Regions from separate parts of the Mus musculus genome. Here all the other regions are linked to region 3. Evidence: chromatin contacts called from public HiCAR-type and promoter capture Hi-C data. All regions are on one chromosome and are shown on one strand. Each heading gives the region's core, a stretch centred on a gene start, on an enhancer-like site or on the middle of the called end of the contact. The rest is flanking DNA. Distances are from core to core; before and after follow the strand shown.

Region 1 (5,078 bases), core at 670-3,169, 1.6 Mb after region 3:
ACATTGCACTCCCTCTGGAAACCCTCCACTTATTAGTAATAAGAACTTAGAGTGATTACTAGATCTTTTTGACACTTAGTTTCCTGCCTGCCCTGGAACATGAAGTAGCAGAATTATTTCCACCCAAGAAGTATATGTGAAGGGGATTAAATCAATTGTGTCCAGAGCTGCTCTGAACAGTGTCCATTTTATTAGAATATCTTAAGTCATAGTTGTCACATGTGGTAGTAGGAGTCATAAAAACCCAAGCTCTTAAGGATTAGGTACAGGGACAAAAATCTAGCCAGTTGGCACATGCTGGCAAGGTACCAGAAGAATTCCTTAAAAGTTTTGATTTTTCTCAGGACAGTTGTTGGAGACATTGGTGTTTTCTGTCTCTCCTGAATGCCCCTTTTGTATATACTTTCTTGCTTCCCACTTAGGGACCAGGTTTAATTTGATCATCTATCTCGGATTTGGCTCTGAGAGTTGCAGAAAAGATGGAAGCCAGAAGGATAAACCCAGGATTCTGTGTGAACCAAGTTGAGGGGCCAGGAGCAGATAATTCTGAGAGGTGGATGAAGAACAAGATGATGCAGATGTGAAGTGAAGAAGGGACAGACACCCTCAGCTTCCCCAGGGGATCATGAGGAGCAAGATAAAGGCATTTAGTAAGGATCGGGGTGCTTAGGGGCTCCTCATCTGTAGGCTTAGAAGCACATACACATTCACTAAACCTGGAGCAGATCATTTCCCTGATGGCAAAGGTTTTGGGGTAAATAAAAGAGGTGATACATTCCTCTGTCTGGCCACCCTAAATGCCCAGGCAGGCTGTAACTTTATAAGCACAGAGCCCCAGCAATAGAGGAGAAGCAGAAGGTACCCCAGGTTCTGGCTTTAGAGCCACCTGCTTGCTGCTTCCTTTATCAATCCCATAGCAGGTGATGCCACAGTCATTTCCCTAGATGCTTTAGATTTCCCATTATCTCTTACCTTGTGTATTGCATGTGTCTTCCTTTTGATTTTAAGTTCCTCAAAGGCAGGAGCCAGAAACTATACTACTTTTTTTAAAGGAGTACTTTACAAAGAACCCTTTATAAGAAGTGTCCAGCAATTATTAACATAGATGGCTATAGAAACCAGTAGAAATTAAATTGTCGTGTTGACTTTTTGTATTATAAATATTTTATTTTCTGAGGTTAAAAAGTTTAAATAAAAAGTAGAAAATAATTTAAATTATAAATTAATAAAAACTCTGTTTTCCTTTGACCTTTCAAATGCAGTAGATTCACTACCAGTCCCAGAGTCCGCCTCTGATGCTTAAAGGTTGCCTGCAACCACCACTCATTCTGAGGCATCAACTGACAGGTCTTCAGTTTTGGAAGTTTCTGGTAAGTCTTCGAATGATGAGAAAGTTCCTGAAGATCTCTGCTCGGACCACCATCCAGGCGTAGCTGTTGTACTTCATGAGTTTAAGGTACCTTTGCACCCTCCAGTAATAGCTCTTCAAGTGGAGAGCAGTTGAGGACATCTCCCACGTCAATCTTTCCTCTTGCTTTTCCTCTAGTACTGTCTTCAGAAACACTGTCTGCTGGTGGAGTTCATCCAGGAGACGTACAACAATAGTCTCATTCCACCCAGTGCTGGAGAAATTGTTTCTGAAGACAAGAAAGACATTCTGGAGCATCTCTTGGATGGCAAAGGCAGTGTAACTCTTCTGCATCTTCTCCGTCATCTCCATAGGGATCTTGAAGTCCGCCCTGTAGGTGAGGTTGATCTTTCCATTCAGCTGCTCCAGGAGCTCCTGACATTTCCGAATGTTCGTCCTTTCTTGGAGCTGGAGCTGCTTATAGTTGATGGAGAGGGCTGTGGTGGAGAAGCACAGCAGGAACGCAGCGTGGAGGATCCACCTGTTGTTCATGATGGAAGCCAGGCTGGTGTCGGCTGCTACCTGCAAGATGAGGCAAAGGCTGTCAAAGGCTGCAGTGAGAATGATCTTCCTTCATGGCCTGTGCTATTTATAAGGGATGGTCCTTTCTGCCTCAGAGGAATTTCCCACTTTCAGTTCTCCCTTTCAGTTTTCCTCTGTCATTTTCTCTTATTCTAACAGCTTCTAATATTCATTTTATTCAAGCTCCTGGCTATTTTATATGCTATGTACTGGGTTAAAATATATACAAACTAAGGATTTATAAAATCTTGTACAGTTTCACCAATTGCTGGAGCAAAGGAAGAGAAATATCCAGGAGAGAAGAACAGAAAGGAGACAGCCCTGAAGATAAAAGAACTCTCAAACAGCCAAAGTGTCCACTGAAAAGCCAGGCAGAGTAGCTGCTCATCCTGAAAGGATGGCACAGCTGCTGCCCTTTGAAATAGTGGGATGGTGGGAGAGGGTCTCTGTGAGCTCCCAGGGGGCTTACAATAGTGTACTATAAGAGAAATGGCACATCAATGGGCCATAGCTCCCTTTGGGAGAGAACCCCACATCCTGGAGAAACTGCTTAAAGTGGGGGTCCAGTTTGAGCAGTGTCAAAACAAGAGACCAGGGAAGGAAGGGTTGTGAGTGGGTAACAGAGAGAGAAGCAGCCAAGTTTCCCAGCACTTCACCAAAGCAACAGAAGAGGGAGCTCTGAGAAGTGAGAAAAACCAACTTGGGCCACTTCTAAAGGAGCAAGGACAATGAGGGGCCACAGGAGAGAGTAAGTACTGGCAGGAACAAATACAGAGTTATTAGTAACACAGTGTCTCCAGGATAATGAAAATATTCCAGGATCTTGTGCATATAACTCAGATCACAGCTGCAGTGCTCTCATGCAAGAGCTTAGCGTATTAAATAATTATTTAGAATAGTAAAAACCAGAGTCGGAAACTCTAGAAATGAAGTAAAAAAGAAACTTTAAAAAACAAAACAAAACAATAGGTTTTGTTAAATTATTCACAGTCACAAAAATGAGTTCTTTGGGAGAAATCTCCATTGGAGAAAAACCTTGAATCTTTTGAAACATATATCACAGCTAAAATCCAACAATACATAAACATTATTACATATTGACTAAGGGCAAAGTGAGATTTGTTCAATATTATAAGATACATAAAACATATGCAGTGGATTAGAAGGTCAAATGACCAAATAAAGGAATGTGAAAAATGACATTGGAAGAAGGGTGTTCTATTTTATCAATACATGAATTCCAAGGCATAGTAGGAAATACTGATAATGTGACTGTGGACAAATTATACATTTCAGTATAGCAAAGCCACCAAGAAAGCCAGGGAAAGGCCAGTGTCAGAACCATGCTGGTGATAAAGAATGGAAAACATCATTCTCTGCCCTCTCCAGGGGGTTCCCCACAGAAAAATTAAAACTAGCCAGACGCCAGGAAGAGAACCTTGAGGGACTGATAAAGATGAGACCTGTCTGCTGTTAGTGGGTTTATAAAAATGTAAGTTAAACAAAAAATGACGTAGGAATTTTTATTTTATAATTTTAAATGTACATTTATTTGGTGGGGGCAGGAATGATGGGTGTGAGTGCCACAGTGGGCAGATAGGAGGTAAGAAGACAATGTATAGAAGTCTGTTCTCTTCTTTGATCATGTAGTATCCCGAAATCTGCTGAACCACATCATTGGCCAAGGTTACCATTTTCATTAACCATATCTGCAAAGGGAACAGAGTAATAAAAGCTCTAGGGTGCCGTCAACTCGAGTCATAAATTTATTCAAACATTTGAAGTACAAAGATTTTGTTTTTCAAAACCAGCTGAAACAGAATTCTTATTCTGCATGACTTTAGGTTCACCCACTGAAAGGTGTGTGGGAGTGTCTGTGTCTCCTCTTAGGTCTGGGCAGATTTTTATATTTAAGAACCAATGATGATTTTGGAGGCTGGATCAGAAAGATGAACATAACTTCTGATTTGTTTTCTGGGATTCTTGCTCATGAGATTTTCAACAACTTAGTATAAGCTAAGTTGAGTAAGAAAGCCCAAATAAGCTGGCCATGAAGGCACAGACTTATAGTCTCAGTTCCTGAGAGACTGAGGCAGGAAGATTGCAAGACCAAAGTCAGTCTGGGCTACAGAGTAAGCCTGAGGCCATCTGTGCAGAATAGTTTCATGTCAACTTGACATAAGCTATCTGAGAGACAGGAACCTCAATTTAGAAAACACTGCCATAGAAAGTACCCAAGGAGCTGAAGGAGTTTGCAGCCCCCTAAGAGGAACAACAATATGAACTAACCAGTAACCCCAGAGCTCCCTGGGACTAAACCACCAATCAAAGAAAACACACAGAGGGACTTGTGGCTCTAGCTGCATATGTAGCTGAGGATGGCCTAGTCAGTTATCAATGAGAAGAGAAGCCCTTGGTCCTGTGAAGGTTCTATGCTCCAGTATAGGGGAATGCCTGGGCCAGGAAGCAGGAGTGGGTGGGTTGGAGAGCAGGAGGAGGGGAGAGAGGATAGGGGATTTTTGGAGGGGAAACTAGGAAAGGGGATAACATTTGAAATGTAAATAAAGAAAGTATCTAATAAAAAGTAAAATGAAAAAAAGAAAGAAAAAAACACTGCCTTAAGACCCAACTGTAGGGTTTTCTTACTTAATAATTGAAGGAGGAGGGCCCAGCCCATTGTGGGTGGTGCTAACATTTGTCTGGGTTTTACAAGAAAGTAGGCTGAACAATCCATGGGAAGCAAGCTATTAAGCAACCTTCCACCTTGGCCTCTATATCAGCTCCTGGCTCAATATCTGCTTTACTGGAGTTCCTGTCCTTACTTCCTTCGATGATGAACTGGGATGTGGAAGTATAAGCTGAATAGATCCTTTCTTTCCCAACTGGCTTTGGTCATGGTGTTTCATCACAGCAATAGAAACCCAAACTAAGACACCAGCAGAGGTTATATTTGGAGACCGTTTCAAAGAAACAGACAAACGAAAAAGACCAAATAAGCTTACTAGGAAAAAAATGTAGAAATTGCTAATTCATCTCTAATTTAATAATTTTAAGCAATAGAATTGTCCCTTTACCATGTCATACCATGGCTGTCTTTGCAGAAGTGTGTGCTACATTTGTACAACAGTGACAAATTCTCATTACAGTA
Region 2 (4,962 bases), core at 533-3,032, 1.6 Mb after region 3:
CTCTGCACAGAATGTCAGGCTGGAACTTACAGACTTTTCAAAATGTGTTTAATTTATGAGTTTTGTGCAGAACCAAAATGGAACATTCCAAAGATAGGTTTTTGCTTTCAGAGCAAACTGGCAGCTCTGGGGCAAGACAGGCCCCTCTCGCCTGGTCTCATCTTCTCCCTTTAAGTCTGAAATAGTTAAGTATACTTATGGAAAAACAAACTCCAGAGACGTGAATGGTTCCAGATGCAGGATGCAAGAAGTTCAAAATGAAAATCAGTGAGGCCAGATGAATCCAGGGATAATAGTTAGAAATCGAAACCATTTAGGAGTGTTTACCTTTCCCAAATGAGAAGAATCTGACTGTCATATTTGCCAGTATCCATGAGTGGCCACAGAACTGAATTAAGTAATAGATGAAAAGATATACATTCTTCCTATACCTATAAATACAGAAAAATGCCATTAAACACATCTTTTAATGTAATGTACCAGTCAAACTGAGCAAGCAAAAGAAAACTGTTCCAGGTCAGAGTTCTATATTGGGGTCTTTCACTGGGTTGTCCCTCCAAACCCATGAGAGTCCGATGGGATGAATTTATCTAACAAGAGTATGTTGACTGAGATTGCTTAAAACCAAAGGTAGTTCTTTTCCACACTTCATTCTCATCTTTGATAACATTCTAACCTTGTTTCTCTAACACTTTCAGCCACTATGAGAAAAGCTTTGAAAGTTGAAGGGGACAGGGAAGAAACACTGACGCAAAGGGACTGATTTGGGCAGCTTGAACTCCAGTAGCTCAGCTTGCCAAATTAACTTGAAAGAGCTGGCTTACAGTTATCAAAGGGGAGTGGTCACAATTGGATTATGACTCAGTCATTGAACACACCTGACTTTTGTGATTGGGGTTGCACTCTCGTTCTTCCTGGCCCTGCCTCCTGTTGTATTTTACAAGGGAAGCTAGTTCTCTCCATCAAATGCACATAGAAAGCAGTTTAGTTGCTCAGCCAAAAAAAAAAAAAGGAAGTCAAGCTGAGTGTAAAGCTGTGTGTGTGTGTGGGTTCCTGGGGAGAGGACAGCCAGGGTGTAAACTGAATTTAAAAAAGAAGATTGGTGATTCTTGGTTTGAGGAGCTGGAAAAGGAGGTGAAGGGCTTCCCGGTGTGCACAAGGATGTGTAGAGTGGCCTTGTTAGTGTTAACAATGACTTCTCTTAGTTGGAAACTTCTGAGAAACAAGATATATAAGCAAACTCTATGGAGCAGTCAACAGATGACCAAAACTGCTATAGGGGTTAAAAGGGGAAAACTGCAAGCCAATCAGCATCACCAGGCTTCAGGTAAGCACTCCCCCCAGGCCCTAGTTTCCCTGGAATCTGGCCTGTGACAGATGCTGCTGCTACAGGATGCTGTCAAAATCACCCTGTGCCAAAATCTAGGGCGCAGCAAGGACAAGGAAGAGAAGAACTTGTGGGAGCGCACAAAGAGAAGAGGTGGCCTTGCAGCCCACCCTTCCATTTCCTCATCTCCAAAACTAAAAAACCGAAGGAAACAGCAAAGCCTCTGTCCTGAGCTATGGAGGAGAAAATGCAATCCACTACCAGGCAGAAGGAGCAGTGTTAAACAGTCAGGAGCTTCGCGGGAGTGAAAGCCGATGGGTGGGCTTCTGCCCAGTTCCCTGGCCCCTCCCTCCCCGCAGCCCCCTAATCCTACCTGGGCTGCAGCCAGGCTGGCAGCACCGAGGGCCCCATGGGCCACAGTCTGCTCCTCTGGCACCTCCGGGAAGCAGCAGGAGTGGGCTGGGAAAGCGGTAGGGGCGGGACGCCTCAGGCTGGGCTCGGGAAGGGCGGGGCCTCAACACACTCAGCAAGTTTTGAAAAAAAGCAGAGGTCAGGAGATGGGCAGGAGATGAAAGTCAAATTCCTGCCATGCTGCCCTAGGAGAGCTGGCCAGGCATAGAAAGTATGCGGGATGAACAAGCACATCCGCCCGAGGCTTTCCAAACTGATCCCAGGCTACTGATCTGTGGCTGGAGACCCCTAAGTTCACCTGCCTATACTCTTAACTGGATATAACTAGCTCTAAGGTTGCATGATCCTCAGGGTGGCCAGGGCCTTTCTTAGAAGCCCTAAGGTAGGAGAACGGTTCAGGAAGGAAAGCTAAGGGCAAATGGCCCAATATCTGTTCAAACATGAGCCAGAGCCCTCCAGAAATCCATCCCTGACACTTAGAGACCTGGGTGGCAGTGGTGTGCATAAATGCTTTTGTTCATTTAAGTTAATGTCATTTATTTAATGTTTAATGTCATTAAGTTAATGTTATTCGCTTAAGTTAATGTCGCTGCCCATGGCCAACACTCCCACACATCTTTTCCTGGTTTCTTGGGACAATGGCATCCCATCTCCTAGACAGAGTGACCCACCTCCTGGGTTCGTGAAGATCAGATTCCAATTATTCTGTTCTACCAGGTGAAGAGAACAAAACAGCTCCCCAAAGTATTTTCCCAAAAAAAAAAAAAAAAAAAAAAAAACCACCGCCACCACCAAAAAAGAAAAAGAAGAAATGGGAAAAAATAAAGAAAAAAAAAAGAAAAGAAAAAAACTCCCCCAAAACCCACAAGTGGAACAGTTACATATAGTTGCTGGAGTTGGAAGGTAGTGCTTCCATCTTACCAAAAAGGAAGTTGAGGCCTTAAGAAATATTGTCACTCACCACAGGTCACACAGCTGATAAACAGCAGGGTTAGAAGTTACAGTCAGCAATTTTTCTTCTTGGGTCATGGTTTCCTTCCTCATAGCTGTCACAGAGTCTGCCTCTTAGATGTCCCACTGTTCCGTGTCTCCCCGCCCCCCACCAGGGGCCAGCTCCTCTGTAGCCTCCGTTCCTTCTCAAGCCCCTTGGCAGAGGCTGCACTGTCCTCTCAACTGTCTCCATTGTCTCCTGTACACTGGCCTTCATGGCAGTGTAGGAACAAATTCATGTCACGTGGTCGTTCACACCCGTAACCCCAGCACTCTAGAAGCCGAGGTGGGGAGCTGATTCCGCCTTCAGCATCAGCCTGGGCTACACAGTGAGTTCCAGGCACCCTGAGTACAGAGGGAGACCCTATCTGGAGGGGTGGAGGGAAGGGGGTGCATTTTCAGATCTCTAACCCCAGAGTTTAGAACCCCTCTTTTAAACACCCCCCTCAAACCTTTGTCATCTGCCATCAACATCCAGGGCCCTATCTCATTTCCTATCACCCTTTTGCTCCATGTACCTTACAGTTTGGACTCCCAACACTCCCGAAACTACTCTCAGGGTTCCCCAAGTCCTTTCTACTGTCCCTCGGGCTTCAATTATAGGACGTGAATCTGTGAGCTTAAGAGCAAACAACACATAGACAAGAAACTATTTCCAAAGCCATCTGTGCCCAAACCCAGCAGAAGCCAGGGGTTCTGGACAGACTGGAGCTGGGAGGACAGGGTGTCTGCCCGAGAAGAGGTCCTTTATCAGCAAACTCTTCTTCATCCTTCTCCTGCCCTCCCTTCACTTCTCCAACTCTGCATATGGCTATGACTCCCATGCCCTGCCTCTCTGCACAGCATCCTCCCTCTGCTTCCTCAGAGGTAGGCCCTAGGTCAGCTCTTCTGCAGAGACAATCACCGTGCACAGCTCCATCTCTTCGAAGCCTTTCCGACTCTCTTCTGAATACTAGCTCTGGCCTTGGGACGGTTTCTGGGTATTGCTTTGTGAGAGTTTCATTATTTCCAGTTAAAACTGTTTCAAATGAGCTTACCGCCTTCCTTCTTAGATCACTGCCTACTTTTCTACAGCGAAGTCACCATTCTCAGAGCTACTTAGGTTTAAAACTCTGGCATCATTGCAAAGTATCCCCACCCAATACAGTCTTATCAGTTAGAGCAACTACTAACTTCCTACATTCGTTCACACACTCCAGCAGCAGTGTGAGCTGAAGCCGGCCCTCTTCAACCCAGTCTATACCATCTCCACAGCCACCTCCTGAACCTTCACTCCATCACTTGGCTTTACGTCTCTCGGATACATCAAAGATTCTATTTTAGTACCAGATGAAAAACAGGCCAATTAACCAACAAAAATAACAACAACGGCAATGAAACCTTCCCCATCCAGCAGAAATAGGTACAAGAATTTTCCAAGGAAATGGGTACAAGAATTATTACGATAAATCTGTCTAGATGAGAAGTGAAATTCCTCTCTTCCCTTGGAAGACAAACCCAGTGCACGTGTTCCTGAGGCCCAGGCAGTGATGTGGAGCTACCTTTACCCCACCCCATTCGCAGTCAGAGATTTGTGCAAGGCTACAGAAAGTCTTTCTTCCTTTTTAAACCTGTATTTTATTTTAAATTATATTTATGTATATGTAGGTACATATGTATGTACGTATGCATGTATGGGTGAGTGCATGTGAATACAGGCGCCTGTGGAAGCCAGAGGCATCCAATCCCCTGGATGTAGACTGGCCTGAGCTCAGGTCCTCTGCAGGAGCAGTATGTGTTCTTAACCACTGAGCCATCTCTCCAGTGCCTGGACAGCATTTCTTAAAATAGAAGTCTATCTCATAGAGGGACTTGATTTGGTAGTCCAATCTTATCTTTAGCCTGGGACCCATGGGTGTCATTTGTTGTCTATCACCCCTTGTGTTCTCTGACTCCACCAGGCACTCTCTGTCCCTGCGCCTCTGTGAATCTTCTCCCTTTAACTTGACATTTCTCTTCTACCTCCCCGTCCCTTCTCACAGCCCACCATTTACCTTAAAGAGTTCTATTCATTCTTTAAAGGCTTTCCCAGAGCTCCCTGTGGGAGTCACACTGAGTTAATGTATGTCTAAGATGACAAACACCTTAGGCTATCATTAGCCAGATCCTTCCTCCTCTAGATTATAGATTCCAAGGGGGCTGTATGTCTTGTGCTAACAGTGAGAACCTGGCAAGCTTAAACCTTTGTAAACACG
Region 3 (4,437 bases), core at 1,914-4,413:
AAGGAGTTTTGGTGGGAGAAGGCTGTCCTATGTATGCCAACACTAGAAAATCCCTTAGAGCACTGAGTCTGGTGATGTGAACTCAAAGAAACTCTTTGCATAAGCTCCATCTTCTATTAGCACCTCCACCCTTCTGTCTCATACTTCTCTTAGTAGCAGCCCCTAGAGCAGTGGTCCCCAACCTTCCTAATGCTGTGACGTTTAATACAGTTCCTTATATTGTGGCAATCCCCAACCATAAAATTATTGTCATTGCTACATCATAACTATACTTTTGCTATGGGTATGAGTCTCCATGTAAATATCTGATATGCAGATGGTCTTAGGTGACCTCTGTGGAAGGGTCCTTAACTCTCAAAGGGTTGCAACCCACAGGTTGAGAATCGCAGCCCTAGATTCAATGTCCACTCCCTACATAAAGTTATTGCTCTTGGGCTGGGCATGGTGGCTTATGCCTTCAATTCCAGTACTGGAGGCAGATCACTGTAAGTTTAAGGACACCAGACCTTGTTGTTTTTTTTTTTTAATATTGTTACTCTAGTTTAATACAAAAATATCATTCTTTGAGCATTTCTTCAGGCTTCACCCTTGTGAAGACTCCTAGGCACATGTGAAATTAACAAAACTTTTATGTTTTTCTCTTGTCAACCAATCAGTTTTGTATTGATTGGAATCCTAAATCTAGCCAGAGACCCTACATAAGAACCAAGAAGATAAAAGAGCTTATTCTCTCTGACAGTGAAGGACTTTGATTTAAAACCTGAATTGTTTCTGACAATATGTGCTCCAGTAGAGTGCTGGAGAGATGACTCAGTGGTTAAAAGCACTGGCTGCTCTTCCAAAGGATTTAGGTTCAATTCCCAGCACCCACATGGCAGTTCATAACCATCTATAACTCCAGCTCCAGGGTCCCAATGCCCTCTTCTGGTCTCTATGGCTACTGCACACATGTAGTGAACAGGCAAACATGTAGGCAAACAAAACACCCATACACATAAAAATAAACAAAAAATTAAAAATATTGAGGACACTAGGGGCTGGAAAGAGATGAATCAGTGGTAAAGAGTTGCTGCCAGGCAATTGGGAAGAGCAGAATTCAGATCCCAGAACTCATGTAAGACACTGCTACATGTACAGTCATGCATCGGTGCATGGCTGTAACCCAGCTCCAAGGAGAACTGAAGCAGGATCAGTCCCGGGGTTCACTGGCTGCCAGCCTAGTTGAGGAAATGCAGACTCAAAGTTCAGGAAGAATCCTTGTCTAAAAGGTAAAGGCAGAGAGTGAGAGAGGCTATACCTGGCAGCTGCTTTTAGACTCTCTCTGCATGAATAGACTTGTATAGCATTCTCTATGAGTACCGCGCACACTCATACAGACACCTTTCCACAGGACTCAGTCTTTTTAAAAAGTACTGAGGACCCTGAATACCCTTTATTTATATGGGTCTATCATCAACATTTTTACAATACTAGGAATTTAAACTGGCATATCTAATGCCTATGAATGTGTAAATTCTATTAGGTGTCATATATCACACTGCAGCCTTTGGAATGCTACAATACACACTGATGAGAGAGAGGGAGAGGGAGAGGGAGAGGGAGAGGGAGAGGGAGAGGGAGAGGGAGAGGGAGAGGGAGAGGGAGAGGGAGAGGGAGAGAGAGAGACAGAGAGAGAGAGAGAGAACCTGGATGTGATGGTATGTGCCTATAAATTCTAACACTTTGGGGGCCAGCCTGGCTTGCATGAAACCCTGTTTCAAAAAAAAATCAAAAATAAAAATGTTGCAAATGATAAATAATGTTACAGTACTAACAAGAAACATTTTGATCACGTGGACCACAAATTCAGAAAATTGCCATACACAGTAACTGTTTTATATCATATTGGATAGATAGATAATGGATAGTTTTTCTTTCCAGGATTACAAGCTTGTGCCACTACACCCAGCTTATTTTTGCCTAAGCTATCGGGAGGAGAAAAATATGATCACATGAGAAAGCAGTTCTGCTGGACCAGCTGGTGTTGAATATACAACAGTGGGGGAGCCATTACTGTGCAGGGAGCCCTTATAGTGCATTTTTCGTTTGTGGCTCTGGCCTGCTCACTCCTGCTAGCCTGTAACTGACCCTAGAAGGAGGTCACAGTCTATGTTCTTCTTCTTGGGTTCCAGAAGACCTTCAGTAGAACCGGCTCTAGAGAAGGGAGAGGGGACAGAAGGTGGGATAATGAGGTCACAGGAGTGGTTTGGCCTGTAAGGAATAAAGCTGGATTTCGTAAACAGGAGGTGGAGACTGGCAGCTTCTGCCAGCCGTGGAGACAATGGCTGTGTGGGTGTCTGAGGAAGAGAAAGGTAGAAAGGTTAACAGAACCCGCTACCCAGGATGCCACCGGGGACACCTAATGAGTGACATATGAACGAACACTCTCTCAACAGTGCCCAGCTCATAATACTATATGTACTATATACAACTATGTATGTATTACGTTCTGTACTTGTGTGTTCTTACCTGCATCTTCTGTGGGTTGGGATGGCCGAAGGTTTCCCCAAGTCTTATGTTACCCATAAATGACTAAACATTCAGTACTACAGAAATGCTCTCCTGGTGTGGGTGGCCCAGGATGCTTGGCAGGGTCCAGAGAACCTGTTGCTACAGCCTTGAGAATCTTTTTATCCTAGCCAGCAACGAATTGGGTCTGGTAAAGCTGTTCTGCCTTCAAGAGGAACAAGAATATTCCTTAGGCGTGAGAATTGGTGTCCCTAGTGCAGTGAAGAAAATTGCTGCGAACTACCCCGGAGTCCAAAGAGGTCCGGGTCTCTGTGCGTTTTTCCGTACTTTACATTTTTACAAAGGGTAGGGGCCGTTTTGGCGTTCTTTACACAACCTGGACGCACGCGGACAAGAGCGACTCCGAAGACCTTTGCCACCAACCACGGTGGAACCGGAGAGTCCCGACTTCCACCCCAGCCCCGGTCCTACCCTTGGGGGTTCCCCAAGCCTGTCAGGTCCCGCCCCGGGTGGGCGTGGCCGCCGTGCTCCGGGACTCCGGGGGGCGGGGCTGGGGCGTGAGTGTCCCGGCGGTGGCAGGCGGGCACAGCCCGGCTTGGGAGGGCCGCGGGGAGGCGCCGTATCCGGAGGCTGTCCCGCACCGCATAAAGCCACAGACGCACAGTGTGCCTCGCAGCCGCTCGGGCCGGTCGCCGCTGCAGAGAAGCTGCTCCGATGCTCCAGAGCGGCCATGGGCGCCCCGCACTGGTGGGACCACCTGCGGGCTGGCAGTTCGGAGGTGGATTGGTGCGAGGACAACTACACTATCGTGCCTGCCATTGCCGAGTTCTACAACACGGTGCGGGACGCGGGGAGCGGCGGGGCAGGTGGGCGGAGGGAGGGAGCTATCCCCGTGTCTGTGGCGCCTGGAAGCAACCGTGGACGTCCGTGGCAGATTCACTCCACGCCCCCTTCTCCGGGCGCTTCTTCCAGCTCCATTTCTGCACTCCTCTCCGGTCCCTTTCCAGAGCTCCTCCAGCTCTTCCTGTCATTTTCTTCTTTATGGCTCTATTGTCTTGTTTGGCTCCTGTGCTCCGGGATCCAAGGGTCCGCATCAACCCATTTTTTCCAGTTTGGGTCATTTAGGGACGTGAGCTCACAGGGGCAGCTCCCTTTTTTCTGCCTAGGATCTTTGTGGCGTGACGCACCTGGGTCTCATTGTGCGTTTTTTTTTTTTTTTTTTTTTTTTTTTCCTCTGAGTACCTGTTTTGGGCTCCCTAGGAAAGGGGAGCCCTGGACATGTCCAGGGCTGGGTCCACTCTCACAAATCGGCAAGTCCTTTTCACTAAACTATGACAATGTTGATCTAATTATTTTCGTCCAGAATCAAGTAACTTCCTATGAGTTCTTTTTCTTGTTGCTTTTAGAGTCCAGTTTTGAGCCAGCTCCTAGTGGTGACTGTGAAGTCTAGGAGTGATAGCTGTGGGTTTTCTGGACTTGCCTAGGTCCCTAGATATGGACAAGCAGAAATTTACAGAATTCCTGGGATTTTGTTCTTTGCGAGAGGGAAGGATTGTCCCTAGGAGAGGAAATGTTTCTGCTTTTTCCCCCTGAACCCATCCATCCCTCAGGACTCTGGTATCCAATGTGACTTTGCATGGTCATTTTTCTGGCTTATCTTTTTTTGCTGTTCAAACAGAGAAAACAGGAACTCTTTGAGTCATTGTGAGTTTGAGATTGCTATTTAGGATTTTTTTTTTCCCCTTTCGGATTTCTGGAAAGAATGTTCTCAGCAAGAATCAAGCATTATTGCCTGGATAGACCCCTAGTCCCTTTTATGCCCCTGTCCTTTACTTTTGATCCCCCAACTCCCGTTTTTGTTCGTATTACTAGGCTATTGAGCAGTGAGCTGTCATGCCCATGTGCTGCTATGTCTGCGACTGACCCAGA
Region 4 (4,625 bases), core at 513-3,012, 1.5 Mb after region 3:
GTTTCATGATAACTGAAGCAATGTGAAATGCGCATCTTGTTGCAGTCTAATGCTCCCTTTGGGGTTGTGGAATTACTTTACTCCTGCAATGGTGTGTTATTATTTTGGTTTTGTCCTATAAGTATCCATTGCTTAGGAAATAAGAGAGATCACAGGTCAGTCAGCCAGGCTGCTGGGGATTGCCGTTGTTTAAAGGAAAACGTAGCACAGATCCCCAACTGTTGTGAAGATTATGGTTTTAGTCCCAAGTCCATTGCCCATGGTCTTCTCTGTAAATACTCTTGTTTCTTTTCACCCTGCCTTTGGGTGGACCAGGTAGGTATTGATCTGGGGCCTAGGGTCCAATGCTAGATTTTAACTACAGATTTGGACAAAAAAACAAAACAAAACAAAAACCAAAAAAACAACAACAAAAAAAAATAGGTAAAGGAAAACTAAATTGGAAGTTAAATTTTGTTCAGAGAAAGAATCCTCCAGAAAAGGAACAATTTGCTTAAATTGTTTTGGAGTATATAGAGTAACTGTGTGGGTCAGACACTCACCAGGACACACACTACATGAGAATCCTAGGCATTCTGCTTAGTCCTTATGAACCAGTAAGACAAACTCTTTATTGGCCAGTTCAGAATTTCTGCTTACCCCTTTAATTCTTTTTACATTATTACATATTTTAAGGACATATTTCAAAAGTCACTTCCTTTATTTCCCGTGTCATACGTAGCTGAGTCCATTTAAGAAGCATTGCCATTTGAAAATGTTGTATTAGTGTACAGTATGATGTCCTGTATGCTTGATGTGTATCCTTAAAGCCCTAGGGCTTAGGGAGCCAACACACAGGATTAAAACACACACCGTACAGTGCTTTGACTGCTGGGAATAAAGGCCGCTTCTATGGCATGTCTGGAAATCCCAAGTGGATAACAGTGAGGCAGATAGAGAGACTTTCTTCCCTACTTGAGGCACATTTACGAAATGTATAGCATGTGTGGCAGAGGGCTCTAACGTGGGACTCTTGCAGATGCTGTTCATGTTCGGCTGCTCTGTCAGTTTATTAGGGCTGTTGTTCATTTTCCTTCCCATAATTGCATATCAGAAGGCACATGTAGAGCCCCCAGTTTCCTTTTGAATAGCTGGTTATTGCTTTGTAACCAGAAGATTTTAGAATTTCAACAACTTCCCTCTTTAGTAAAAGGAATTAATCCCCTGTAGAAAATAGCCCATCTTTGGGTTGTGTTCCCACAAACAAACATTTGGGAGATGTGCCAATAGATCCTTGTGCTGAACTTCCACCTGTTCCTCCGCAGTGAACTTAACTCTTATCCACAGCCCTTCCCCTTTTCTTTTCTGGACGAGTCCTAGCTTTCTGAACAATTGTAATGTAGCACATCTATGTTCAGGCAGCTTTCCATTTGGCTTTCCTGTTATTTGCATGCAGGCTTTTAAAAACACTGAAACTGACTTTATATAGTGAGAGAATCCGCAGCCTTGAAACATGGGCACTTAGAATTCCATCTTAATTTCAGAGCACATTCCTCGGTAGTAGATGGGCACATTGACTGAAAGCTGGGTGTGCAAAAAGTCACAGTGAGAGTCTCCTTTATGTGCAGGTATAGGAGAAGCTCCCATGTGACAGATGTGCACCCTTTGTGTTTTAAAGCAAGAGGCTAACCCGATTTCTTTCTTTGCTTGCTCTAGAAGTCCTATTCTGGCGAGAACACAGCGAGCGCTATTGCGCGCTCTGCTGCCGCCACGGCTTTGTCTCTCCTAGTGCCAGTTTTCATTATCTCATGCAAAGAGAAGGTTGAGGAAATCCTGAACATGCTGACTGCCAGGTTACCTGGGAAACCAAGTGCTGATGAATCTCAGGCCGTGCAAATCCACATGGGCCTTGCGTTGGGGATGTTTCTCTCTCGCTTGTGTGAAGAGAAGCTCAGGTACAGTTGACTGAAGTATTGCTGTGTTTCCTCTTTGTGATTTAGGTGATGGGATGTATAGATATAGATACACACACACATACACACACATACACACACACATACACACACATACATGCAGGGACCTAAACATTGCATCTGAGCAGTATGTGCTTGCTAAACTTTTTGAAATGGTTGAATTTATTGCTTATTCTCATATATGGGTGAGTTTGACTGCCTAAAATATTACATGGATATTAGTATTCTTTAAGGGTTAGTATTCAAGTGACTGGTTACTTGAAAATCATCTCAGGCTGAGATAGTAGTACAAATGTATAATTAATAGGCATGAACCGTCTTAGAGGACTGTAAGTAAAGAGGAACTTCCCCCTCCCCCTCTCATTGTTGCTCCTTTATTGACATCTCCATAACCTGGGAAGAAACAACTGGGGAGTCCCATGTAGCAGAGAGGTGCTGAGAGTCACAGAATCACCCGGAACAGCATGTGCTCAGCTTTAAATGCTGCCTTTGTTCTGTGCCCTGACTACAGTTAGTAATCTTTAAAGAGTCCTAATCTGTGCATATTATGCTGGGTGCTTTATTCGGTTTGATTGCTCATTTTTCGGCTGCTAAGCATTATCAGTGAATGGTGCAAAAGGAATATGAAAGACCCAGGTGGAAAATTCCATTAAATGGGCAAGTTTTCTACACATCAATTAAACTATCTTAGCTTTGTTAATAATTTGTCTTTTCCCTGTATTTTATATTAAACCTTAGAATTTTATGCATCCAGGTTGATCGTAGTGCAGTCTGACATGAATATTTCTTTACTGTGGATATTGATGGTAGTGACTTGGACTTCAGCCGCTTCCTCCTACATGGGAAATAGGATATAGGGAGAAACATCTAGCTATGTTGTTAGATGTATTACACTTCCTAGTTGGTAGCATTTAGTGGTCCCAAAGAAAACACTGTGTTGTGGATAAAATGAATGATGTTACACAGCATCTAAAGTGCTCAATTTAAGTTTGTGTTTGTAATTTGCTTACCTTGAACAAACACTATTGTGTTTTGGGGGAGATTGCTAATGCTCTTGGGAATGGTATATTTCAAGAGGACATCTTTAGCTTCTGGAAGCATCTGTCAGACAAGTGGAATGACTGGCATAGTATCTGCAAATGAAAATGAGACATGCCCAGAATATTCATGGAGTCCCAGCTCTAGATGTGAACAAAGAATATGCCCCTTGCATGGGAATCGACGCCTCCATTCCTCCCGTGTCTGATAGAACATAAAGTGTTTTGTAAAAGCTTAAGGCTTCAAAGTGATTTTCCCCTTTGCTGCTATGCAACAAATGGTGCTCTCCTCACCATCTGTGTTCAGGCTCTTCCTCCGTTTGCTTTCAAGCCGTATGTTTCTCCATCTAAAACCGAGCCCTTGGCAGTTCAGCTGTAGGCGACTCGATTCATCCCATCCCAGCTGGGCTCACTTCTTCATTAACTTGGAATAAGGTGCTGCAGTGGCTTTATGACTATCAGGTTTGCATTGGGGTTTAATGTAATCATCCTTCCCAGGTTGCCTTCCACCCCTGTCTCTCTTACTTGAATTTGTACCTGCAGGGAATCCTGGACAAGGACACAGGAAGCTCATCTGTGGCTGAGTCACTGAGAACACTGGTAGATTGGTTTGTTTCATTGTTTTTTAAGACAGAGTCACTCTATGTAGCCTTGGCTGCCCTAGAACTTGATGTGCAGACCAGGCTGGCCTCAAAGTCCTGAGTACTGGAATTAAAAGTGTGTACCACCATGCCTGGCCTGTAGATGTTAACTTTGCCTAATAGTACTATTCTTTTCTTGGGACCTGTGTCTTGACAGTATGGTCAACATACAATAATCCCTGGTTCCTACTTGCCCATTTCTTTTAGATCAGATAAATCAGAACTATTTGTTCTTTCTACCAGTAGTTGTTTTAATTAGTAATTACAATATTACCAGATGTTGTAGTTTTTCAGACTTGTCTTTTTGTTGTTGTTGTTGTTGTTGTTGCTTTTTTCCCCCATAAAATAAAGGTTAGGGGCTGTAGAGCAGACTCAGAGGTTATGAGTGCTTGCTGCTTTTCCAAACAACCTGACTTTGGCACCTAGTACCTTGTTGAGTGGCTCAGTGTAACTGACTGTAGCTCCAGGGGCTCTAATACACTCTTCTAGCATCTAAGGGCATCATGTGCACACACTCCTACACAGGCAACAAGCACAGACAGAAAATTTAAAGTAAAATGAATCTTAAAAATATAATCAAACATAGGGGCTGGAGCTATAGCTCAGTGGTTAAGAGCACTGGCTGCCCTTTCAGAAGGCTGGAGTTTGAGTCCCAGCACCCTCATATCAGCTCACAGCATCTGGAAATCCAGCCCCAGAGGATCCTGGTCCCTTTTCTGCCTTCCTTGACACTTCCTTGACACTAGGCACACACATGGTGCGCAAGCAAACGTACAGGTAAAATACTGACAAGTAATATAAATAATATAAGATAAAGCTAAATACCAAGAGAGCTATTGGCTTGAGATGGGTGTGTGAAGTACTCCTTAAGAGAACAGATGTCAGCACTGCATTGTTCTCAGAGTATTCCCCCTCCTAGAAGAGACTCATCACAGTTAATCTGACTTATATTTTCCTGAATTTGAATTCCTAGCTAGGGTTATTCAGGAAGGTTC
Region 5 (4,390 bases), core at 1,725-4,224, 2.0 Mb after region 3:
ACTGTGGGGAAGGTATCCAGAAGAGAATGGTAGAGTGTACGTGACACCCATCTCTGTTTTCTACATGCGCAGTTCAGCACATCTATAGCCCTTTGCACTTGCCAATGAGTTGAAGCCTATTCACCACATTCTCCTTTATCAGATTTAGTGTATCAAGTCATATATCAAGGTTCTTGGTGCTAGGTATTTCAGTCTTTTTCATCCTGAAAATGACTATGGATCTATTTTCATTCTTGTAGAAGCAACCATCTAATTAGATGAGCACCATTCATTTGGTCTCTTATTTCCATTGTGTGCTTTTATATTCCTTCTTAAAAATAAGATTTCAGTAAGTGTAAGGAATTCTATATGGGTCTTCAATTCTATTCCATAGATCAACCATCTGTTCAGATACCAAACCTATGCTCTTTTTATCATTATAGGTCTGTAAAATATTGTGAGTTTTAGGCTGGTGTCACCTGTACCAGTTCTTTCATTTTTCAGTATTGCTGTAGACTTTGTACTCACTTTATGAATAATAAATAGTTAATTTTAATTAACTGCAACAAATGGTTGTTACATGTTTTAGATTATAAAATCCCTATTGGACACATATGTTGTACAGTATTGCCAGATGTCAATCAATGTCAGGTTTTGACTTCATTTTCTGTGACTGGATATCTTACTTAATCAAGGGCTCACCATTGCTCTCATACTGATTGGCCTGTTATCTTTTGATGGCTGTTCTTGGATGTCAACTTGAATAAAATGAAATTAACTGACAACCCAAAGTTAGGAGCACACCTGTGATTAAATTTTGCTTAACTTGGAGTGGGAAAATCCACTCTAATCAGGATCTCTAAAATGGGAAGACACAGCTTTAATTGGGATCTTTGAGGTGTGAAGACTCACCTGTGCTATGAGCCAGGCCTTCTGCTGGAAGCCTGTGTAAGTCCATGAAGGAAAGATGCTTTTGCTGTTTGCCTGTGTGCTTTCCCCTTGCCAGCAATCCATTCCTTCACTGGCACTAGAGCCTAATGGTGTTGGAATCTGGCACATAGTGAATGCCAGCTAAGAAATCCACCCTAGTGAACAATTACTGGATTCTTTGAACTTATGCTCATAGGCAGACATTTTCTGAATTGGTTAGACCCTATCCTGTAAGTCATTATAATACCACACACACAATACGCACACACGTGCGTGTTTCATATATATACATATATATAGAGAGAGTAACAGATAGAAATTCTATAAATTCAAGTGCTCTGGAAAACACTGACTAGTACAGTATTCCAGGTACAGGTCTGTTCCTCTTCCACAGAGTCAGGGTTATAGGCATGTACTCCTCCTTCGGCCTTTACATGACTTCTCAGAAACCAATCAGCTATTTCTTCATTTACTGCAAGGGCTTTCCTGATTCAGCTATCTCCCCTACTGCCTATTTTAATTATTAAATAAGTCTCCAAAATTTACAATATTTGTGTCTGAAAAATTATGAACTACAGTGAGATTCACAAAAGATAGATGACAAATAATGACACTGATATTTAACTTGTAAAAAAAGGGAGATTTTGCTGTTTGCTTCAGGAAATGAAATAAGGCAGAGTTTCTGATTCTTCAGTTTATTGAGATGGGCACAAAACATTATGACCAGTTCTGCTGGATTTTCAATCCTGTGAAATGACACCAAGAGAAATGGAAAAAAAAAATGAGGATCTCCAAGCAGACACTGTGGAGCAAATACTGGTCTGTTAGGAGTATAAATCAACTGGGATTTCTTTTGTCAGGTGCTTTAGAACCAAGAATGTGCAAGATCCTGGTAGATTTCTGAGAGAAAGAGCAAAGTTTTGAATTGCTTGAAAAAGATTTGAAAGCGATAGTCAGAGACACAGGTAGCTAAAAGACTATGTATAAATATAACAAATAAAATCAGAACAACATTCCATGCAATGAAAGAGAAAAATCAGGGAAAAGGTGCTATAACCACAGAGAAGAAATCTTAAACTGAAAGAATTCAGTGTGTCAAAGAAGAATGCAGGTAGAGGGTAACAACCCACATGAGGTGCCTTTGTCACAAATGAGTGTTTGTGTGAATGTGTAATTCTGTGTGATTGTATGTGTGTGTGAATGAGAGAGAGAGAGAAAGAGAGGGGGAAGAGAGAAAGAGTGAGAAAGGGAGAGAGAGAGAGAGAGAGAGAGAGAGAGAGAGAGAGAGAGAGAGAATGCACAAACCTGTAATGTTGTGAATGTTGTGATCACGGCTCTTGTACATGCACTGGTTCTCTAATGCAACTGTGGGTTCACACTCAGCTCATTGAGTTTAATAGCAAGCTTTGTGCACCCTGCATCCTCCTGATGGCACTAAAATTATCAGATAAATAACTAATGTACAGTGATTATTAAATCAAGCTTCATATAAATTTATGTTACTTTTAATGAAGGTAACTCAAAAAACCAATTTTAGGACTTTAAATATTGGGAACTTTTAAAGTATCCCTTTGCTTCAATGTATATTAATTGAGAGAAACATGCAACCATACCTTGTATTATGATTTAAATACTCTGTAAGCAATATAAATAAAATAATAATTAATTATAAAATCAATTTGGTTAATGTTTGTAGACTATTTTACAGAAAACTTTGATTTATACTAAATATGTAAATTTCAAGTAAGGACAGTTTATCAGTACTGTAACAGTTAATGAAAATTCAAATTAGGAAAAGAAATGTAAGAAAGCTTTTGATGAGGACCAGTGAAAGAGGAAGCAATAATGAAAACCACAATGGTTTAGAAAACACCCAGACGCAAGCAGAGAATGAGTTAAAGAAAGTGAAAAGACAAGTGGAAAGTGATGGAAGGGCATTCAGAAAGTAAAAACCAGTGTTTGCCCTATTTAAGACACATTCACCCAGGATGGTCTTCAGAGAACCTAGAGGGGAAGGATCAGGACCAAACAGTCCAGAAGACCAGAAGCTTTGGCAACACTCACCATGGCTAGGCTCTGTGCTTTCCTGATGGTCCTGGCGGTGCTGAGCTACTGGCCAACCTGCTCTCTAGGATGTGACCTTCCTCAGACTCATAACCTCAGGAACAAGAGAGCCTTGACACTCCTGGTACAAATGAGGAGACTCTCCCCTCTCTCCTGCCTGAAGGACAGGAAGGACTTTGGATTCCCGCAGGAGAAGGTGGATGCCCAGCAGATCAAGAAGGCTCAAGCCATCCCTGTCCTGAGTGAGCTGACCCAGCAGATCCTGAACATCTTCACATCAAAGGACTCATCTGCTGCATGGAATACAACCCTCCTAGACTCATTCTGCAATGACCTCCACCAGCAGCTCAATGACCTGCAAGGCTGTCTGATGCAGCAGGTGGGGGTGCAGGAATTTCCCCTGACCCAGGAAGATGCCCTGCTGGCTGTGAGGAAATACTTCCACAGGATCACTGTGTACCTGAGAGAGAAGAAACACAGCCCCTGTGCCTGGGAGGTGGTCAGAGCAGAAGTCTGGAGAGCCCTGTCTTCCTCTGCCAATGTGCTGGGAAGACTGAGAGAAGAGAAATGAGTCCTGAGCCAAAGTGTAGAGGACTCTTCCAGACTAGAACACTGTACCTCTCTGCTCATATCTCTGTCATCTCAAAACTGTCATTCATTTTGGCAGGAATTCAAACAATTTGCCTAAATATTTCTGTAAAGGCACTTGTTCTCTTTCAATTCAGTTCTATGTATACATGTATGTATGCATGTATGTATGTATGCTTGTATGTATTTATTTATTTATTTATTTGTGTTTATTTATTCACTTATTTAACTATCTGTGTGATGTAACATATATTGCAGCATAATTTGGTAAAGTTATGTTTTTTATAAATTATTACTAAATGTAACTTGTTTTATTTGTTCATTCTTTAATTATTTTAAAATTTTATGTTGTGTATACTGGTATTTTTCAGTAAAGAAATTATATACATAATCAAGCTTCCAAGTATTGTAGTTACATATGACATTGCATAGTGTTCAGGCGATTAGATTTATTTCTCATCCATTCATGGTTAATTCCTACGTCTTTTCTTTTCTCCTGTGTATTGTATTCTTCTGAATGCCCAGACAACACACTGTTCAGGGATCAGGCATAAGATCTTGCTCCTGTCAAACTGTGTAAAGGGATCGGTATTTCTACAAGACACTCCACAACCATGTTCTTAGCACAAAGGTCATTTACCTGACCTGGAAAGACAAAGGACCAAGAATAAGACAAGGACAGGCGATAGAGGACTAGGGAGAAGGGGAAGGGAAGAAGGAAGAAGGGGAAGAGATACTGTCCTGGGGGTGGGAGCACAAAGGACTCCCTCTGGATAGAGAGGAAGCAAACATGGCCCATAGGCAGATGGCAATTAATAAAAGTAAAAGG
Region 6 (4,647 bases), core at 312-2,811, 1.2 Mb after region 3:
CACTTTATTGAGAACAGGATGGCTGGTTTCAAATGTATCAGCTAGGTAAATAGCCTTGGTCAAAGTGTTTCATATTTTGTGCTTAGTTTCCTTATTTGAAAAAAATGTAATAACTTTACTATTCAACTTGGTCTGTGAATTAAATAAGTTGATATACTTAAAACAGTATACCAGACATAACTACATGCTCGATTAGGAACAAGTGAGCCTCAAGAAACACAGGAATAAGCCAGGGGTGTGGCCCATGCCTTTAGTCCCAGCACTTGGGGGGCAGAGGCAGGCAGATCTCTGATTTTGAGGCCAGTCTTGTCTACAAAAAGCATATTATAATGACCTTGCAAATTTAACTTACAAAACTGCTTGCTACAAAATGAGAGCCTGTCTCAAAAAACCAAATACAGGAATAGACAAAGGAAACAAATTTAAAATGTTCCTAAAATTTGTACTTGTGTAGTTGGAAAACTTATGGGAATATCATCAAACTAATAAAACCAAAAAGGTAATTATAAATCTCACAGAACTCCCATGTCCCCAAGGATATAAGCGATTGAATACAGGAACATGTTCAAAATTAATTTAGATAAATTCTTACAGAATGAATGCATTATAAGTTATTGGAAGATCTAGAGATGGTGTGTGGAATGTAATTATTGTTCTGAGGTGAAGTATAGGAAACCAAGAATTTCCTGTTAGCATATTATAATGACCTTGCAAATTTAACTTACAAAACTGCTTGCTAAATTCCTACCACAGAATTAGAATCTCTAGAGATGTACCCAGGCTTCTTTTAAAGCGTCCTAATGCTTCTAAAAGTGCATGGGGTTTCAGAAACAGTCAGGTAATAGATTTCTATTCCTTTTAACTTATTTATTTATTTATAAACGCAGTTGTTTTCGTTTCTGCTGCGTTGTGCCAGGTGTCACAGACTTCCCCTGTGGGACCATTCCTTCCTATTTCGCTAAAGAAAATGCTTGGCTATAATAAATGTTATATAACAATAATAGTCGTGGTAAAGTTCTTTGAGCCAGCTCTCTTTAGATCAAATTCCCCCGTAGCAGAAATTCCTGGGCCTTGACAACTATACAAGTAGAAGCAAGGGCACAGCAGGAAGAAATGAAGTCACTGAGCAGCAGCTCCAGGAAGCAAGCTGGCTCTGAACCCTAGCTATCATGAGTACTCCAACCCCGCTCCCCCTGCCCCTCCTCCCCACTCCAGTCACGAGGATTTACAAAATCTCCAAATATCAAGAAGCTGTCCTGCATCTCCTAAAGCTGCCAACAGGACTCCCTGGCTCTGTGCAGTGGCATCTCCAGACAGGATCCTTTGCTTTCACATCCCAGAGCCTGAAGATCAGCCTGCACCCCTGCGAAGTCTGGCTGTGGCTAGGGCTGGGACCCAGCTTCACTTCAACATCTAACTGCAGTGAGCCGCCAAGGCCTTGTCACGCATGCGCGCGAGGGGGCGGGCATCCCAGCAGAGGAGGCGGGACTGGTTCTTGAAGTAGGTTTCGTATTGGCTGTCTCCGACAGGACCCGCCTCCGAGCGGTGGAGGCGGTGCGTGGGACACGTCAGGCACGGGAGCAGGCTGTGCCTGTGGCAGAAGTGAGGTAAGCCATGCGGCGTGGCTGACCGTCCACCGGCGGCAGCCGGGTGGGCAGTTGCCGCATCGGGTCCGGCTGCAGCCGCGGTCACGGGGGCGAGGGCGACCGAAGCTGGACCACTTGGGCTGGGGTGCAGGCCCGCGGCGGAGCATGTGGCGGCAAGGCCGTGGCGTCGCGTGAGGCGGGCAGGGCATTTGACCTGCTGCCCCTATTGCTGGTCCAGCGAAGCGTCCGGCTCCCGGAGGATCTGGCCTCAAGCGGTTCCCTGGTGTAAGGCTCCAGGACCCGCTGGCAGTGGAGGGGCTTGGCAGCCGGAGAGGCTGGCACGATCTGTCTAGCTTACCTGCCTCAGGTTGCGGTTGTCACCCCTCCTTAACCCGGTCGCTGGTTCGGGGCAGCGCCAGAGATCCTGGTGTCCTCTTGTCTGGCCTGGGGTGACTGTCTGAGTTCCCCGGGACTCAGACGCAGTTTTTGTCCACTTTAATGCAAAGGCTCTTGGGTGAGCAGAGCCTGTTTTCTGACTCAGGTCTCTGGCTCTGAAGAGTTTTTCTGTGGGGCTTCAGCGGTTGCAGGCGCCTGCGGTTGTGTAGGACTTAATCCCAGTTTGTTTCAGCCATGGTGCCTTGACCCCTTGTTTGTAGTTTTGGATCCAGTGAAATCATACCGTCATTGACTCATTCATTGCAAACTTTTAAAATGAGTTCCTTGGTGGATAGATAGTACCTGCCTTTGCTTGCATTTAATATGCCAGTGCTAGTGTCTGAGTTGACAAGATTTGAGATGGATTTTTTTTTTTTTTGTGGTTCATTTTTAGGATCTAGATTTAGATGCAAAAGATGAAGCTCTCTTGGACCTTATTCCAAGGGTTTTTTTTTTTTTTTTTTTTTTTTTTTTGTTGCTTTGGTTTATTTATTTATTTATTTATTTAATTTTGTTTTTTGCTTTTCCCTCTCCTTCTAATAAACCCTAAAGCCCATTGGCCCTGAGGGGTGATCCTAGTGCTTCCTATGGAAAAGTAAAGGGATGTGATTACAAGTATTCTGTAATTTTGGAATGTTCAAATTTTACAAAATTTACAAATGTTCAAGATTTACTGAACGGTGTTAGCAGTTGGGAACCAACTAAGTAAAAAACACATGATGTCATTTATGATTGTGTATTTTATGCTCCAGTGACAAGTGTTTCTGTTCACAAACACTTGACTAGCAAGCGAGTGAGTGCATGGTTACAATTTTGATTGACATCCAGTTTCTGCAAAGAAAGTACCATGACTCATCTAAATTTTGAAGTGTAATAATCATGAAGTTTTTTGTTATATATAAAAATACTCCATAGAGATAACTGGACAAGAATGCAGTTTTCAAAGCTTTTGACTTGCTTTGGTGATAAGTGATAGCCAAAACAACTGAATTATTTACTTACCAAATTAATCTTATTAACAGTTCACATTTCTTTGTTTTCCATATCTTGCTTAGTTTTTTTTTTTTGTTTCTTTTTTAATTGAAATAATTTAAAATTGTATCATGTTACTATTTGGTGGGTTTTAATTGCTTGATGGCTCTAATTGAGGCCTAATAATCCAAAAGTAAATAAATTGTTACTTCAAGGTAACAAATACCTGTATAGATGTGATAGATTTTTCTTATGGTAATTGATTAATGGTATTTACACATAGTAGAGATCACCCTTTTCTAGTATAAAATGATTTCAAAGGTAATTATTCTGATATTCCGAGCCTCATGATATTTGACATTGTCCATAAACTGTTAGTTGAATTAATATTAATTAGAGATGTAAATCAATTATAATCACTATTAGTATAGAGCTCTTTCATATGATAAAATACAGCTTAGCCCTAGAAGTATAGTTTAAATCTGTGACTTATAAATAGCAATTAATTGAGAAGAATTTATGTGTACCATTTCCATCATGGTAAATAAGAATTGCTAAGCTAATTGGACAAGTGTTGTTTGTCAGCTTCCTCTATAAAAATTATTTCAACCTTTTTAAAAATGTAGATCCCATTCATTTCACACACTAGATTACAAAATTTGAAAGTGTGTAAAAAAGATTTTTAATCTGTTTCAAGTCACACAATGTTGAGAGTAATGCAATGACATTTGTAATTTTTTATCACTTTGCTAACATATTTTCATTCATTCAGCCAGAGTCAGAGTATGCATGTATTTGTTTTATTGCTTGTTTATCTGGATAGATGAGAATGACCTTGAACTAATGGTTTTCTTGCCTCAGTCTACCCAAGGCTGAAATTAGGGCAAGTGCCACCCTTTCTGGTTTATATCTTGCTGGGACTGAAATAAATACTTTGTGCACTTAAAATGCATTATTATTATTATTATTATTATTATTATTATTATTATTACTATCATGTGTATTTACATGAGCCCAGATGCCTGTGAAAGCCAGAGGCATCAGATTCCTTGGATCTTAGAGTTATAGGCAGTTGTGAGCTACCTGATGTGAGTGCTGGGAGCCAAACTTGAATTCACTAGAAAAGTATTACGTACCCTTAACTGCTGAGTTGTCTCTCTAGGCATCTGAGTATTCTGGTCATACAGACCCCTTAACTTATGAATAGGTTATAGCCAGAAAATCTTACTGTAAGTCAGTAATATTGTACATCAAAAATGCATTTAAGAAGAATGAGCATCATGTGTAATTGTGTGGCAGACAGGTGCTTTTTGTGAGTTTGACGTCATCCTGGTCTACAAAGTGAGCTCCAGGCCAGCTAGGCCTACATAATGAGAACCTGCCTGGTTCAGTAGGTAAAGTGCTTTCTATGATAGCTGGATTTCTTAGTACCCATGTAAATGGTAAGTAAATGGGTGCCTTTAATTGCAGCATTCAAGAGCTTAGACAGAAGATCCCTGGGGCAAGATACATATCTATACTAGCTGAAATTGACCAGCTATGGGTTCAGTGAGAAACTTTTCCTCATTAAATAAAATGGAGGGCAATTGAGGAAATCAGTTAGTGTTAACTTTGGGTGCCCATACAATGTACATATACCCATACCCCCATATTT

Evidence for each region. Promoter capture Hi-C pulls out the DNA fragments that hold promoters and counts their contacts. HiCAR-type assays count read pairs that join an accessible place to other places.
Region 1: a promoter capture Hi-C map of neural stem cells shows a contact between it and region 3. The contact joins the promoter of Ifnb1 here to the promoter of Acer2 in region 3. A contact is called at or near these places in 3 of 39 promoter capture datasets (cranial neural crest, liver and neural stem cells).
Region 2: a HiCAR-type map of astrocytes shows a contact between it and region 3, with 6 times the contacts expected there. The contact joins the promoter of Hacd4 here to the promoter of Acer2 in region 3. A contact is called at or near these places in 1 of 39 promoter capture datasets (hippocampal neurons) and 1 of 115 datasets of contacts at active chromatin or transcription factors (astrocytes).
Region 4: a contact with region 3 is called in a promoter capture Hi-C map of hippocampal neurons, with 6 times the contacts expected there. The contact joins the enhancer-like site here to the promoter of Acer2 in region 3. A contact is called at or near these places in 9 of 39 promoter capture datasets (the 3T3-L1 cell line, cranial neural crest, embryonic stem cells and 5 more) and 1 of 484 Hi-C or Micro-C datasets (embryonic stem cells).
Region 5: a contact with region 3 is called in a promoter capture Hi-C map of pre-B cells, with 7 times the contacts expected there. The contact joins the promoter of Ifna1 here to the promoter of Acer2 in region 3. A contact is called at or near these places in 2 of 39 promoter capture datasets (hippocampal neurons and pre-B cells), 1 of 484 Hi-C or Micro-C datasets (CD4 T cells) and 1 of 115 datasets of contacts at active chromatin or transcription factors (acute myeloid leukemia).
Region 6: a contact with region 3 is called in a promoter capture Hi-C map of hippocampal neurons, with 5 times the contacts expected there. The contact joins the promoter of Focad here to the promoter of Acer2 in region 3. A contact is called at or near these places in 4 of 39 promoter capture datasets (embryonic stem cells, hippocampal neurons, liver and 1 more), 1 of 484 Hi-C or Micro-C datasets (muscle stem cells) and 2 of 115 datasets of contacts at active chromatin or transcription factors (astrocytes and cardiomyocytes).

The regions. Positions count from the first base shown.
Region 1 is chr4:88,520,875-88,525,952 of GRCm38.p6, forward strand. It overlaps Ifnb1 (interferon beta 1, fibroblast), which reads right to left and starts at 1,920. Exons shown (of 1, transcript NM_010510.1): 1 at 1,151-1,920. The coding sequence starts at 1,900. The coding sequence ends at 1,352.
Region 2 is chr4:88,437,133-88,442,094 of GRCm38.p6, forward strand. Hacd4 (3-hydroxyacyl-CoA dehydratase 4) reads right to left here and starts at 1,783. Exons shown (of 7, transcript NM_025760.5): 1 at 1,701-1,783; 2 at 328-431. The coding sequence starts at 1,738.
Region 3 is chr4:86,871,251-86,875,687 of GRCm38.p6, forward strand. Acer2 (alkaline ceramidase 2) reads left to right here and starts at 3,164. Exons shown (of 6, transcript NM_139306.3): 1 at 3,164-3,346. The coding sequence starts at 3,239.
Region 4 is chr4:88,342,884-88,347,508 of GRCm38.p6, forward strand. It overlaps Focad (focadhesin), which reads left to right. Exons shown (of 44, transcript NM_001081184.1): 27 at 1,696-1,934. Among named protein-coding and RNA genes, the nearest start is that of Hacd4, 94 kb to the right of the region's middle. Within about 2 kb of position 1,763, at least 17 of the 459 cell types and tissues checked have an H3K27ac peak or open chromatin away from gene starts, as enhancers often do. A contact at or near this core is called in hippocampal neurons, where this site is marked.
Region 5 is chr4:88,847,113-88,851,502 of GRCm38.p6, forward strand. It overlaps Ifna1 (interferon alpha 1), which reads left to right and starts at 2,975. Exons shown (of 1, transcript NM_010502.2): 1 at 2,975-3,544. The coding sequence starts at 2,975. The coding sequence ends at 3,544.
Region 6 is chr4:88,093,069-88,097,715 of GRCm38.p6, forward strand. It overlaps Focad (focadhesin), which reads left to right and starts at 1,562. Exons shown (of 44, transcript NM_001081184.1): 1 at 1,562-1,607.